Linked DNA regions of Rattus norvegicus: region 1 is linked to region 2. The links are chromatin contacts, called in public Hi-C maps. All regions are on one chromosome and are shown on one strand. The core of a region is the stretch at or near the end of the contact, and the rest is flanking DNA. Distances in the headings are between cores, read along the strand shown. Region 1 holds the start of Hspd1 (heat shock protein family D (Hsp60) member 1). Region 2 overlaps Sf3b1 (splicing factor 3b, subunit 1).

Region 1 (5,156 bases), core at 2,357-4,856, 81 kb after region 2:
ATCCCAGGACCCAAGAGACTGAGACAGAATGGCTAAAAATTTGAGACCTGCATGGATTATATAGGGAACCATGTCAGGGAAGGCTAAAAAGGAGACCTAATCAAAACAAGAAAAGATAGTTTCAGAATTCTCACTACTTAGGGCTGCAGGGATGGATCAAAGGTTAAGTAATACTACAGGGCCTTGGGCCACGGGTGGTAGTGCCCACATTTAACCCCAGCACTCAGAAAGGAGAAGCAGTCAGATCTATTTGAAGCTAACTAGCCAGGTCTACAAAGTTACCAAGCATGTCCAGGACAGCCAGGGATATACCGAAAGCCCTGTATTTTCACTTCCATTAAATAAGTTAAAAAACAAGGTGTGGAAGATGGTCTAGGGAGTAAAAGTACTGGACCCACAAGCCTGAAGGCCTCAGTTCAATCTTGGAAATCCACATAAGTAAGGAAAGGGCAACTCTACCAAGAACATACACAAACTCTACAACAAAAAGGACAAAGATGAAGATGTAGAATTCTTTACAGCATAGGATCAAGGACAAACTCTTACCTCTCCGGATTTCCACTGGATTAGCCCCTTTGCTGATCTTCTCAAAGCCCTCCTTGGCAATAGACCGTGCCAGAACAGTGGCAGTGGTGGTGCCATCCCCAGCCTCTTCATTTGTGTTATTGGCAACATCCTGAACAAGCTTAGCTCCGATATTTTTGTATTTATCCTTTAAATCAATTGACTTTGCAACAGTGACCCCATCTTTTGTTACTTTGGGACTTCCCCAACTCTGTTCAATAATCACTGTTCTTCCCTATAGTGACAAAAAAAAAAATATCAACCCTTAAAGATAATCCTTGAAGTTGTCATTGTTAACAATCCTGCAACACGAACCTCAAAGCCAAGTTAATCAACCATCTTAGGTGTATAGACAAAATGAACACTACTCATGTGCCCTGGAGTCTAACTTTGACTGAGGCACAACAGGAATTCCCTGGAACTAACAGATGCTACCTATAAAACAAGAAAACACAGATCCCAGGACATTCTTCACATCGTTTGTACTTGAGTTTGGCTATGAACTGGGTTTGTTTTCTGAGACAGGGTTCTTCTGTGCAGCCATGGCTGTCCTCAAACTCACAAAGCACAAAGATCTACTTGCCTCTGCCTCCTGAAGGCTGGGACCAGAGGCAAGAACCACTCACTAATGCCCTGCTTATCAAAAACATGTTTTGCTTTAAAATTCATTCACTAAATATCAGCCAGTAAGATAATAATGGGCTCTTCTGGTTCACTCAATAAAAACTTCAAATATGGCAACGACGGTATTGGCAACTTTTGGATTTGAACCAAGCTTCTATTCTGTCTTGAGCTATGTAAACAGTACTTAAAGATGCAGGGCTTTTTGTTGTTTTGTTTTTCAAGACAGGATTTCTCTTATAGCCATGGCTTTCAGATCCACCTGCCTGAGCCTCCTGAATGCTGGGATTATGCAGTTCTTTAGATCAGTCTAGTATCAATTTAAAATGACCTCACTGTATCCAATGATGTCCTCAAAGTACTATAGCTCCCTATTCAGCCACTTAAATGTGTGATCCCAGCCTCTGATCTTAGCAGTGCTCAAGTTCAAGGCTGACTTGGCCAGCTATGGTTAGAGACCTTGTCATAATAAAAACACACTGGGTGAGTAGAATACTGAATTCCTACGCTGGAGATGTGAGGATAGCCTTGCCACAAGGGCGTTAGAAGCCAGACTAAACTAGTGAGACTCAAAAACCCAAAACTAGACAAATCTTTGCAATGTGATAATTGCAGAAACCATGAGGTATGTACAATGTAGAGATGAATGGGAGACCACAAAGTTTTTCCCAAAGGGCAAGTAAAAAGAGTCTGACAATGTGTTGCAGAAGCAGGTAGATGATCTCTTTGAGTTCCAGGACAGCCTAGGCTACCAGAGAAATGCTATCTTGAATAAAACAAACAAAAGACCCAAACAACAAAGCTCATAAAGTTAAGTAAAGACAGCTTGGTGGTAATAGTACAGGCTCCTCTTCCAAAGGGCCAAGTCAGTTCCCAGAACCTTGGCACCCTGGCAGACATAAATGCAGGCAGAATAAAATGCATATAAAAATACGGACACCTTTAAAGTAATGATTCTACACTAGTGCATTTGCCTTTTATGTTGGAAATTTCAGCGTTCAGTGAACGCTCACATTACAGCTATGCACTTGAGTTATTAGAGTGGAGTTGTACTTTCCCCTCTATACCCTCTAACTACTGGGATGGGATCCAAAATTTAATGCAAGCATGCACACAGTCATGACTCTGGTTTGAAAATCTTCCTTGAGCTGTTACTATTACATCACAACGCACAGAAGTCTCCCAAATCGACTGAAGCAGCAGTAAGGACACCGTCGTAGAATGACCAACTAACAAACCTAAATAACACCCCCCAAACCACTAAGTTGTACCACATGCAAATCAGATACTCACAAAACTCGATTACAAAATGCTGTCTTGCAGCTACAGAACACTATTCTTTAACACGACATAAGTATACTGGTACCTTTGGCCCCATTGTAACAGCTACAGCATCGGCTAAAAGGTCTACACCTTGAAGCATTAAGGCTCGAGCATCCGCACCAAATTTTACATCTTTGGCATAGGCCCGAGTGAGATGAGGAGCCAGTGCCCGAGACACTGGTCTCATCTGGCGAAGGACTGTGGGTAGTCGAAGCATTTCTGGGGAAAGAAAAAAAGTATCACTACAAACTTGTCCAACGGTGCTTCAAAATATGGTGGCTAGATTGGAGTTCTGCTGTTCTCTGCTAACGGCGCTGCAGATTCAGGACATAATCTGTTAACCAACTGATCATGGAGGCTGCCCCCATGCCTGACCTACAGCACTAGCACAAAGCACACGAAACCACCTCCCCATGGCCACCCCCTCCTGCCCTCTCGAGTTAATCTTTCACTGCCAAAACGGCCTTGGAAGCAGATCCACTCCGAAAAGTGTCTGAAAAAAAAAGTTGGTGTAAGCAGGCAGGTTCTAAATGCAAGTGCCTAGAGAATCACAGAAGTACTAATGACGGTGCAAAACCCTCTAAGGAGAGTGTCGCCCGCCAGGCATCCACCCGGAGCTACAGTAGCACAGCAGCAAGCAAGGCCGGAGGAAAAGGGCCCTAGCTCAGCGCAGCCGCGCAGCCCCACGTGTCTTCTCGACCAGGAGCCCCGAGCAAGGTCAAAGTGAAGGCGCCGGATCACCGCGGCCACAGCGGACTAGAGGACCGCGACCACCCTCCGATAGAGCCCTACAGTGCGCCAGGCGCAGATGGAACCACAGGGCCCAAGTTGCTCCCACCCTAGCCCGCCCTTGCTCCCGCGCTTAGCCTAGGTCGCGTGGTGCCCGCCGCACGTGATGAAAGCAGTATGGCCCTACTGGGCCTGAACAAGTGAACCGAGCCTGCGGCGTCGCTGACAGACTTATCCCCCAGCCCTCCGTGCTCGGTCCGCGCTGCAAGCAGGCCCACGAGCACCGGGCCGCCGTGCACGCCGAGGCCGCGTACCTGCGGGGCGGCGGCGGAAGAGCACGAGGCGAGGCAGGCCGTCTGCGGCGAGTGAGGGACCCAGCACTGGGCGCGCACCGCAATGAGCCCGAGTCCCCTCCCTCCCCGGCCCCGCCCCGCGGCCCCGCGTGCGCGCGCGCGCGCGCCCCACTTCTCCCACGCCCCGGCCCTGCAATCTGCATGCGACGCGCGCGGCCCCGCCCTCCTTACCTGAGCGGCCTCAGCCCCGTGGCCTCAGCACTCTCCCGCCGCCGTACACTGGTTCCTGGGCCGCGCTCGGTTCTAGAACCTTCCGGAAGGCCCCGCGCTTTTCGTGGGTGAAAGGTCAAGTGGCGTCATTTCCGGGAGGGGCTTGTTCTTTCACCTCAGCGGCCGACCTGGAAAAGCCTAGAAAGTGCTCCCCTTTTCTTCCGCCTCCGGCTACCCGCATCGGCCGCCTGCGCGGAGTCCTGGCCACCAATCGGCGCGCGCGCTGGAGTGGCCGCCTTCTCTCACGCTAAGGGGCTGAGTGCGCCTGCGCGCTGCGCTGTCTTTTCACGTGTCCTGAGCCGGCCCACGGGAGTCTCCTTGCAGCAGGAGTCCGAGTGCAGAGTCCGGAGCTGCGGCGGCGTAAGTCATGGTGAGTGTCTCGTGGCTGGCAGGCCGACGGATCCAGTTCGGCCTGCGGCCCACGGCGAGCCCATGTGCGCTTTGGGACTAGCAGGACAGGACAGGGGTCCACTCAGTGTCCAGCGACCTCCCGTTGCTCTACAGAAGCGAGGCCTATCCGACCCTTTCTCCACCACGGCTTTTCTGCACGCACGTGTGCGGCAGGCGTCTGGAGCAGGGGGCGGGCGCCCGGGTACATACTCAGAAGCCCACCTGCCCTGGCACGGCCTAGGTGAATGAGTCCTATGTTGGAGAAAGAGTAAGATCGGGGCTTAAAAATTGACACCACTCCCCTGTTACTCGAGTTTGAAAAAAAAATCTAAAGGAAAAATATTTGACCTTGGAAAAGACCAAGGTTGCGATTGCTGATGAGCAATGAAGACCCCCGCCCCCCACACACTCACAACAGACAAGGAAATGAAAATCAACTTGGCTTATATGGAGTGAACATTGAAGGGTATATTCTAAAGATACACTTGAGTTTTCTTGTCATTTTGGAAGGCTTTGACCTATTGGGAGTTAAGGTTTGCAGTGGTATTTATTAACTTCGTCTCCTGACACTTCGAACTTAATTACTGTCTGTTTGAACACATTTCTCTCCACAGGCTGGACAAGCTTTTAGGAAGTTTCTTCCGCTATTTGACAGAGTATTGGTTGAAAGGAGTGCCGCTGAAACTGTGACCAAAGGTGGCATTATGCTTCCAGAAAAGTCTCAAGGAAAAGTATTGCAAGCAACGGTCGTGGCTGTGGGATCAGGCGGGAAAGGAAAGGTAACCCGGAGCTCCTAGAGTGGTACAGAATTTTATGTGTGATGTGGAAGGAGAGGAATTGGTTTGTTAATTAAAAAGTTAATTAAAATGGCAAGGTTTTTTTGGAAGTAATTTCAAGTTAGATTTCAATTCACGAAGAACCTCGCATTCAGGAAAACAATTTTAGAATTGTTTTATATTTCTAAGG
Region 2 (4,642 bases), core at 637-3,136:
CAACCCTGAGATCCAGACAATGAAAGGAGAGAAACAACTTCCAAAAGCCGTCCTCTGAAGCATCCTGGAGCACGACCCTACCTGTCCCCTTCACATATCTATGCACCATGCACACACACATGCATGTGTGTAAAAAATAGATGAGCATAAAAGAAAAAGGGGTAACTTAGAGCACTAGCAAGATTCCTTCCTCAGGGTGTAAAGGGTAATGGCAGGCCACCAAGCCTAATGATCATTTGAGTTCAATCCTAAGAACCCACACAATAGAAAGAAAGAACTGATTCCTACAAGTTATCCTGACCTTCTACCTGTGCTCCATGTGCACATGCCCATAAATAAGATTTTTTTTAAAGATTTATTCATTTATTAAATATAAGTACACTGTAGCTGTCTTCAGACACACCAGAAGAGGGCATCGGATCTCTTTACAGATGGTTGTGAGCCACCATGTAACCACATGGAATTGGGAATTGAACTCAGGACCTCTGGAAGAGTAGTCGGGTGCTCTTAACCACTGAGCCATCTCTCCAGCCCAAGATTTTTTTTTAAATAAAGAAAAGGATAATTTAGTAGAGCTATGGAGCTATCTATACAAGCTTAAACCATATGCCTTAGTTCTGCCTGAACAACCTTCTTCTATGTTCAAGCCACATTTGGTTGTTACAAGTCATAATTTCCACTAATTACCTCTAAGTTCTAAACACTTTAAAGCTGTCAAGGACAAAAAGAATTAGCCATCTCATATCCTTATCAGAACAAAAAACTCCTTTGATTAGAAGTTAAATTCACTGAGCTTGGAGCATGAGTGTGTAATCCCAACCAGTACTCCAGGATAAGAGGCTCCAAAGCTCAGTCCTGCCTGAACAAGCTAAGATCACGCTAAGCAACTTATCAGAGAGCATATACAAAGTCAAAAGGGAAGCAGAGCAGAGTGTCATGTCTTATTCTGCTAATTCCACTACCTGGGTAACTAGGCAAAAAGAATGGCTATCAGTCTAAATTCAGCCTGGGCTACGAGTTTCAGGCCAGCCTGGGATAGTTTAACCAACAAAAATAATGAATATAACAAATCAAACACTAGGACTAGGAATCAGATGTGGTACACACCCCCAATTTTATTAAATAAAGGTGATGCATTATCTTTAATCTGAGCACTTGGGAAGCAGAGGCAGGTGGACCTCTGCAGGTTCTAGGCCAACCTTGTCTACCTAGTAAATCACAGAACAACCAGGACTGTGTAGAGACCCTGTCTAAAAAAATAAAAAGCTGGGCTGGGGATTTAGCTCAGTGGTAGAGCGCTTACCTAGGAAGCGCAAGGCCCTGGGTTCGGTCCCCAGCTCCAAAAAAAATAAATAAATAAAAATAAAAAATAAAAAGCTGGGAGGTGGTGGTGCACACCTTTAATCCCAGCACTCAGGAGGCAGAGGCAGAGGCAGAGGCAGGCAAATCTCTGTAAGTTCGAGGCCAGCCTGCTCTACACAAAATGAGTTCCAAGATAGCCAGCGGCTACCCTGTCCTGATAAAAAAAAAATAATAGATCTTACCTTTCTCATTGGAGGTGTACCATTCTTAATTTTTAAAAGCAACTTCATTATTTTTCTTTCTTTTTGCTCTTCTGGACTAAGTGTTGACTCATCTACATCAACCTACAATAAAATTTAAAATACATCAAATTCATGATTTATAACTCCCAAACAACAAGCAATACTTCAGTTTTTCTATCACCACTTACCAATAGTTTGTCAAAGTACTGAATGTCATCAGGTTTTAGAAATGGAAGATTCCCAGATGGCTGGTCGTTGACACTTTTCATAGTTCTGTCTTCAGTTTGCATGTGAAAACCAGTCATACCGCCCAAAGGTGTGGGAGTTGCTGTCAGCTTTCGAGCTGGAGTTCGAATAGGAACATAGCCAGCTGGAGGGGGAAGGACCTAAGATAGGGATAGGCATGTTAGTAGGACTGCCTTGGCTTTATATACTCAAAGACAACAGTGAGCAGTATTTGCACATATATAGATTTTACAATTTATTAGCTAGCATATTTACCTCAAGAAAACAAATCCTACTATTCGATGTTAACTAAAAGTTAAGGTATTTATAGAAAATATTATTTGCTAGATAAAATTTAAGTGGAAAAGAAGGAAATACATGAAACACTCTTTAAAAAATTCTCGGGGTTGGGGATTTAGCTCAGTGGTAGAGCACTTGCATAGCAAGTGCAAGGCCCTGGGTTTGGTCCCCAGCTCCGAAAAAAAAGAAATTCTCATGCTTGAAATATCAACATGTTGTCAAGCCATCATGTCAAACTAACAAAACTGGAAAATTGTAAAACTCAATTCAGTGATTTCCCAAAAGGCACTGTTAAGAACAAAAATCTACAATTACTCATTTAAATGGAAATGAACATGTGGTTTATGAAATAGATTAAAAAGATCATATATATTATCATTTACATAAACACTACTAAATACTATAAAACATAGTTAAAATTGAACTCTACAAATCTGTCTTAAATACAGAAAAGTAAGTATCTGCCAAGACCCTCTGAAAGAAACACCAATTAATCCTATTGCAAAACAAACTGAAAGCCCAAATATCCTTAGTTATCATGTCTAACAATGCTAATGATAAATATATTTAATAAATGTCGATGTTAAATATATTTAACGCCACCTATATTTCATCATTCAATTACTTCGTGCTTGTCAAACTGAAATGCACTAATACCTCAAAATATAAAACTAATAAATTCTGGCAAGGTCAATGCAAATTTACCAGGCAACGTTTTTAACTAAATAAATACTTAAAACTCATATCCACAATACAACATATTCATCATATATTCACTGCTAGTACCTTGTATCCTTCTGGGAACATAGCATCTAATTCCTCATCAGAAAGTGGGCGGTTGCGCTCATCAATCTCTCTCTCCCACCGCCAAGCCTGAAGCTGCTCAGGAGTCATGCTCATTATGTGACCTACGGAAAACGCACAAACTGTTAATGTCCCACAGTGCAAAACTCAGGCCCTCCAGATACAGGACAGTTAAGATCAGTCCTAGTATCAGAGTGTTTTTACATTGCAAATGCAAATCAAGACAGCTACATATTTATAACCACATTCTTAATAGAAAAACCAGAAAAAAAATTAAAACAGCTATAAGAGAAAGAATGATGCAAAGATTTGTACCTGGAGTGGGGGTGGCCATGTTCATGGCTGGTGTGCCAATTGGTGTTTTTCCTGGAGTCAGAACAGGAGTGCTTCCGCCCATTTGACTAGCTGGTGTTTCGTCCCAACGAGACTTTCTTTTACTTGCTCCAGGAGTTGGTGTCTCACCAATAGAGTCTCCACCTCGGTCTGTTCGAGGAGTCTCAGCCCACCCACTTCCATGCCCAGGAGTATCTTTAAAGACAAAGGGTCAGGAAAATCACATTACTAACCACTTTTAAAACACTGCTTCTCCCACATGCAATTTAATTGAGTTCAAAAATATATTTCTAAAAAAAAAAAAAAAAAAAAAAAAAAAAGATCCAGTTAAAGTTTTGCCCAGAATATCTGTTTCCTTTCTAATGACTACAAAGTCATAGACATCTAATGGGAAACAGAAAAACAAACTTCTCATCTACACCTTACTGTTTATCTTAAGCCATGTTCCAGCTATTCTCACTGTATAACAAACACTAGATTTGGGCAAATTTCTGAGACAAAACATTAATAGGAGAAAGGAAAACCTTTATCTAAAGAATGCGGCTTGTTTGGATCACTGAAAAAAGACATGGAAGTGAATTGCATCAACATCACAGCTGTGCAACACTGGAAATATGCCTAAAGCCACTAAATTGTATACTTAAAAAACAGTTAACACTGGTGTACTTAAATACAGGCACACACACAGGAGGCTGAGGAAAGAGGATCACCAGTAGAGGGCAAGTGAAATGGTATCCACAACATGTTTTTTAAGTTTAAAAGTTAAGGGGTTGGGGATTTGGCTCAGTGGTAGAGCGCTTGCCTAGCAAGCGCAAGGCCTTGGGTTCGGTCCCCAGCTCCGAAAAAAAAAAAAAAAGTTAAAAAAAAGGCCCACAGGGCTGGAGAGATGGCTCAGCGGTTAAGAGCACCCGACTGCTCTTCCAGAGGTCCTGAGTTCAATTCCCAGCAACCACATGGTGGCTCACAACCATCCGTAAAGAGATCCGATGCCCTCTTCTGGTGTGTCTGAAGACAGCTACAGTGTACTTATATATAATAAATGAATAAATCTTTAAAAAAAAAAGGCCCACAAAATCATATTTTTCACATCTCAAAACATAAAATTTATCTTCTCTTATGGTTATTCCTAAAATCTTCAGCCTCTTCAAAAGAGGGGGAAAGAACGGAGTACTATAACACACTTTTAAACAAAGTTGAAGTGTGCTGCATTTCTTTACTGTGTGTGTTGGGGAGCACAAGCCATGATATACACATATGGAGATTAGAGGTTACCTTTGGAGCGGGAGGTCTCCTTCTACCATGTGGGTCCCAGGGATCAGACCCTGGTCCTCCAGCTTGGTTGGTGGCAAGAGCCTTTACCTCTGAGCCACGTCACCAGCACAAAGTCAAAGATTAAGAAAAGGTTTTCACAGATTTAAGCTTGGGTACTAAGACAG

Evidence for each region. Hi-C and Micro-C count contacts between places; a contact is called where the count stands out from the background.
Region 1: a Hi-C map of prefrontal cortex shows a contact between it and region 2, with 2.4 times the contacts expected there. The contact joins the promoter of Hspd1 here to the enhancer-like site in region 2. A contact is called at or near these places in 3 of 12 Hi-C or Micro-C datasets (hepatocytes, mammary epithelial cells and prefrontal cortex).

What each region holds. Positions count from the first base shown.
Region 1 is chr9:64,080,431-64,085,586 of GRCr8, forward strand. It overlaps Hspd1 (heat shock protein family D (Hsp60) member 1), which reads right to left and starts at 3,607. Exons shown (of 12, transcript NM_022229.2): 1 at 3,552-3,607; 2 at 2,552-2,727; 3 at 547-799. The coding sequence starts at 2,725. It overlaps Hspe1 (heat shock protein family E (Hsp10) member 1), which reads left to right and starts at 3,897. Exons shown (of 4, transcript NM_012966.1): 1 at 3,897-4,170; 2 at 4,805-4,969. The coding sequence starts at 4,168.
Region 2 is chr9:64,001,390-64,006,031 of GRCr8, forward strand. It overlaps Sf3b1 (splicing factor 3b, subunit 1), which reads right to left. Exons shown (of 25, transcript NM_053426.1): 8 at 3,189-3,401; 9 at 2,856-2,977; 10 at 1,733-1,930; 11 at 1,545-1,646. Among named protein-coding and RNA genes, the nearest start is that of Sf3b1, 23 kb to the right of the region's middle. Within about 2 kb of position 1,887, at least 1 of the 93 cell types and tissues checked has an H3K27ac peak or open chromatin away from gene starts, as enhancers often do. A contact at or near this core is called in prefrontal cortex, where this site is marked.